Regions from separate parts of the Zea mays genome. Here region 2 is linked to region 1. Evidence: chromatin contacts called from public Hi-C data. All regions are on one chromosome and are shown on one strand. Each heading gives the region's core, a stretch centred on a gene start, on an enhancer-like site or on the middle of the called end of the contact. The rest is flanking DNA. Distances are from core to core; before and after follow the strand shown.

Region 1 (2,700 bases), core at 5-2,504:
ACCACATTGACCAAAGACTTGAAGTTTTAGTAACATATCATTTTGTCTTAAATGGGGGTATTGAATGACATAATTGCAGGACAGTGAACGGGTCAATGAGGTACTCCCATGACAAATATATTATGGGAAAATGTTATGGTTCTATAGTATATATTGGTTCCTTCGAAATGCCCACAACTGTCTACAGATTGCTACTATTGAGTCCAAACGAACCTTGTAGAGTTGTAGGATAAAATTCTGCTAAAGCAAACATCCGCGGAAATAGAGAAAACATTCCCCAAAACACGTGATTTCCACTAAAAACTGAATCAGAAAGATTTGACACCACCGCTTCCAATATTAATCAAATCAAACGAATCGACACCACATAAAAAATAAATACAATCACCGTCCAATCAAGCACACATAGAAACAGATCAACTTAAAACAACTGAATTGCTCAGAGTGTATCATCAGTCCCACTAACGGAGTGGCACCTCGTCAAGATCAAACCTAGTACATCAAAAGAAAGAAGGCAAACCTTTCCCTCAAAGAGAGACGCTAACCACCACACTACGGGAACGACCAACCGGTAACGCAAATCAACAAAGATAAGGAAGAAAAAAAAATCAACCTTTTACCAAACAGCCAATGAGAAAAGCAATCTAATCCTACACACGAACCCAGCCACAGCACCGATCCAAGCGCCTCGTTCTCCGATGAAGAATCAAGTCAAGAAGAAGAAAAGGAGCGTCACGGATCATACCTTGCGCTGCTGGTTCCCAAACCCAACGTAAAAGGGATCGTCGGTGGCCCCGTTGCCGCCTGCGGTGGAGCGGTAATCGAAGACCGGCGCATCCGCCGACAACGCTTTCTTGGGCGGCGACGCAGCCGCGGCCGGAGCCGAGGAAGGAACGAACTCCTTGGCGGCCGGGTTAAGATTGGAGAGCAGGTCCACAAGCTTCTGCACGCCCGCCTGGTACTCCACCTCCTTCGCCGCAGCAGACGCCGATCCCTCCGCCACCGCCGCCATACCTAGGACTGAGACGAGGCGGATCAATCGAGGCAGACGCCGGCGGCCGCCTGCCGATATCGGTCAAATCCACCCGCGGCCGGATGGGTGGATTGGGGTGGGGTAGGGCAGAAAGTGCCGGACGGATTCTACTGGTGCGAGGCCATCCAGCGTCTCTGCACACCGGAGCTGAGGGCGGTGGTGGCCTGGTGGGTGTGTGGCTGACGTGGTGCGACGCGGACCTGGGTGCCCTCGCCGACGGCGTCGATGGGGTGGGGCTGCTGGAGCGGGCCGCGGTTGGGTGCTACTGTGCCTACTAGTGCCTCAAGGCTATGGCCATTTTCGGGCTGGGAAATTTACGCGACTACGCGAGAGAGAATCGGGAGGAATCAAAACGGAAACCGGAGAGGAGGAGAAGGGCCGGCGGGTTGTTGGGCTCTCGGCCGCTCGGGTTCCGCGTGGGCATGGTCTCTACACTGCACGGGGAGGCGTGAAGCACGTGCGTAGCAGCACGGGGAGGCGTGAAGCAGCTTATCGACGGATTTATTAAACTCGCCTTGCGTCTCCATCTACATATTCTTGCGTTGCGTCTCCATATATTTTAAGGCATGATTTTACAGTACTATATTTTTGTCATTATTATGACAACACAGTCGTTTTGGCTAACTCCAAATAAATCACGGTCTTGAAAAACAATATTTGGATATAATATTGTAAATTATGGTATTAAGAAAAAGATAGACATTGCATTAAAACTTTAGATTTGAGTGGAGTTTTCAGTATTTCGAAAATACCATATTATCTAGAATATCATGGTTTTATAAACATATGACTTAACTACTATGTTATTACTAAAAACCATGATATTTCTAGAAACTGTAAAAATACATTAAACCTAAATAAGTCCTAAATTTATAGTTTTGAGCGGTGTTTTAAACTATGGGGTACAACGTTTGGCGATTTATTTGCTCTCGAAGTTAGAATTTATTAAATGATAGCTAACAGTTAGTCGTTAAAAATTAACTTACACTCTATTTAAATCTTAATACAATATGTCAAATAATATTTTGTTACTACTATCTAACTAATAAATGTAAGGAAAAGTTCAAATTGCCACTGTGCCCCAAGTTCATGTTACCCATAATCTATTAATTAGTCTACTTAACCTCCACAATTTGCAAAACCATATCACTTTTCATGTTGTAACAAAAATCTGAACCGGCTTGACGATGTGGTGTGGTTTTTCTTGTCACGTCATTTTTGATGTGGCAAGAACAAAATTCAACTCACGTCCTCCTCATGCAATCAGCTTATATAACCTCTGATATATTCAGCTCACATAACCCCCATTCGGCCATTCATATATAGCTTTTTCACAAAGTTGTGAGTATCCTCGCCGCATTCTAGTATTTGCGTCAAAGTTTAGTATAAATTCAATACCTTTTCAGACATAAATTCAGCATAACACTTTTTGAAAAAATGATTAAAATTGATCATTATGATTGTGACGCACGAACTTAGTTCACTATTATATTATCTACAATATTCTGCAAACACTCCAGCATGTCGTAGTGGTCGTCTTCTTCTTTCTTTTTTTGGTCCCTATATTTTACTTAGCCTTATTTTATTGCCTATCCTCCAACGCTTGATACGAAAATAGCTTAAAAATTGCTATACAAAGCCAACTAATAAAACAGAGTAACAAAAAG
Region 2 (2,700 bases), core at 6-2,505, 54 kb after region 1:
TAAAATTCAGATTTGCCTATTTACCCCTCCTCTCTAGGCGACTTTCAGGTACAGTTCGTTACAGACGGTCCGGTGCATACTGAATCGACCATGTAGAGGGCCTGGTTCACCGTGAGAGCACCCTTGAAGTTCTTTTCTTCTCCATTTCTTTAGTATTCAACTTGAACTTCTTAGAGAACCTTCATGTGACTTAGACACACATGATTAGTGTATAGCCCAAATGACTAGTCACAGATTCTGAACTCTTTGTCATCCTCTACTCAACTTTGCTCGAACAGGGTCCCAAATAGCACTCTTTATGAACCAAGCTAGAGAGCAAACCAAAGTACCAAATACTATCTATTTATTTAGACACACATGATTAGTGCATATCACCAACTTGATCTTGCATCTATCTATTTAAACGATCCAACAGTAAACTCACCTCGATGAAATTGTTGAACAGGACACGGCGGCTCCTCCTTGACACCCGCCTGATCCACACCCTGCTGCTACCGGCGTCGCAAAAAAAAAGTGCTAGGCCAAAATGGCAACAGAGGGGCGGGGAAGATGAGTTAGTTGCAACGTACTTCATTTCTAGGGTCTACTATTGGACTGAACACTTGTATTTGGACCCTAAACAAATTATATTTCTTCAAATTATAGGGCATAACTATGAGGCTTATGGTTGGAGTTGCTTAAGCGGTCATTTAGGTAGCATTTGCTTTGACCGAAGACGTAGTTTCCACCGTATACCTTGCCATTTTTGTGGTATGATCTGTCCGACTTTATTAGGAAGATACAATCAGCTAGTAGTTCTATTATTTTCTTCAGGGGTATATTTCTGACAGCGCATTTGTTTAACATTGCTAGCGTTTTCTGTAGATCTGGTTAAAGCTAGATAAGTTTAAATCAGCACAAGCTTAAAAAAAAGCCGACTTTGGAGCGGACCGAGGAAGCAAACAACTGATGGCCATACCCCTCTCTGACTCTCTCCTTTTGACGACAGCTATGTTGGCTGTTACTGCTAATCTATAGAGATAAAAATACTGTAGAAATAGTAGAATCCGGTATGGATTAAAGTAGTAAATCAACTCTGACGAGAGCGGAAAGCTGGAGGTTGTTTAGAGCTACCAGCATCTGCATGACTGCATGCTGTAGTTTATGCGAAAACCCAGGGGCACAAACAAACAAACAAACGCACGGGCGGCTTGAAGCTGCTGCGTGCTGGAACAACCAGAGAGATTCACAAGCGTCAGAACCGATGCCTCGCCTTTTCCTTGCGCACGGAATCGGACCAATTCCTTCGTCCTGGGCCTTTCCCCGTCCTCACATCCGTGGCTTGGCTCCCTCCAGTTTTTCTATGGCTGCACCGATGCAATTGGACAGCGTAGCCTGTCATCCGTGCAAGACTTGGTGGTGGTTCCTTTCGACCGGCCGGACGGCGGCCAAAACCCAAGTGCTCATATACCATACCCGTCGGCTGACAGGAGACTTGGAGTTGGAAAGCAGGCAACAGCTCTAAAAAACGGAGGCAGCAACTTTGAGTATGGATCCCCTAACCCCCTTCCCGAGCTAAACAGCAAGCCACTGTGTCTTCTTCTTCTTCTTTATTAACAAAGTTGGACTTGAGTTGCACAGGCAAGCAAGCGAACAAGCTGTCAGACTTTGTCCTGTTGTACCCCCGTTGCGTTGCATCGTGCCACACTATTGACTTGGACACGTTCTTTCGATTTTTTCAGCACGCAGGAACAGCGCTGGGATTTCCACAAAAAATGAGGATTACAACCGTGGTTTGTTTTACCGACGATGAGCAGCGGTCAAACAAAACAATAATGGACAGTAGTGCTGGCCGTGGTTGTAGTACAGCCAAGTCTCTATATTGCCATGATTAAGCTGTTGCTGAACCGAAGGTCGTCGGCCTGTTCTTTCTGAGAGCTTAATTATTCCTGTTTCACTTCAATGGAAGACCAGCAGCGGCTATCTTTGGAAAGCAATTGGCTACTGGATGGGCCATGATTAAGCTTCCTGGCCTGGTTGTGGTTGACCAACCAAGAGGAATCTGAAAGACATGAATGAAGTAGATTAAAGGCAAGCCTTTTTTTTCCTAGCCAAGAAGGAAGTGTGCAGCAGCAATGCTTCTGGCCCCCCCCCCGTTCCTCCGGGCGAGGGTGTTACAAAATATTGTATATTGTATATGTGACCAATCCAAAGGGTGCGGCAGAATCTCTCTAAGGGACATACCCCTTGGGATACACCCCTTCACATGTATATAACCAGGACTCCCCTGCAATAATGAAAGATCGCTGTCATTTGTCTCTCTCTCAATCTCGTTATCACTGAGTATACTTCAACACGTTATCAGCACTGCTCACGAGATGGAAAAAAGGAGAAACAAGTTACTCTTAGCGAAAGAATTTTTCAGAAACTTGATGCTCCCAGTGCTCACAGAAATGACAGTGCATGCATGTGGTCACGGTCACAACGTGCGGGTGCTCGTTTCTGTGATGAACGGCTGTGGCCGAGGACGTGCTGGGCGCGGCCGCCTGGATGCACGCCTGCGCTAGAGGCCGCGTGACAGCGCTACTTCGCGTTGCCGACTACTGGACCACGCAGAGATGGCCTGACGGGGCCACGCCACCGAGGCTGAACGTGCGCGCCGGGGGACGCACACCCACGCCGCCGATGGGGACTCGCCCGCGCCCGCGCCGCCCGGAGATC

What was found. Hi-C and Micro-C count contacts between places; a contact is called where the count stands out from the background.
Region 2: a contact with region 1 is called in a Hi-C map of ear, with 6 times the contacts expected there. The contact joins the enhancer-like site here to the promoter of LOC100274095 in region 1. A contact is called at or near these places in 6 of 25 Hi-C or Micro-C datasets (bundle sheath, ear, endosperm and 2 more) and 1 of 3 datasets of contacts at active chromatin or transcription factors (leaf).

What each region holds. Positions count from the first base shown.
Region 1 is chr8:24,598,732-24,601,431 of Zm-B73-REFERENCE-NAM-5.0, forward strand. It overlaps LOC100274095 (CID11), which reads right to left and starts at 1,255. Exons shown (of 10, transcript NM_001148474.1): 1 at 746-1,255. The coding sequence starts at 1,012.
Region 2 is chr8:24,652,891-24,655,590 of Zm-B73-REFERENCE-NAM-5.0, forward strand. No RefSeq gene overlaps it. Among protein-coding and RNA genes, the nearest start is that of LOC103634965, 23 kb to the right of the region's middle. Within about 2 kb of position 1,256, at least 17 of the 20 cell types and tissues checked have an H3K27ac peak or open chromatin away from gene starts, as enhancers often do. A contact at or near this core is called in ear, endosperm, leaf and 1 more, where this site is marked.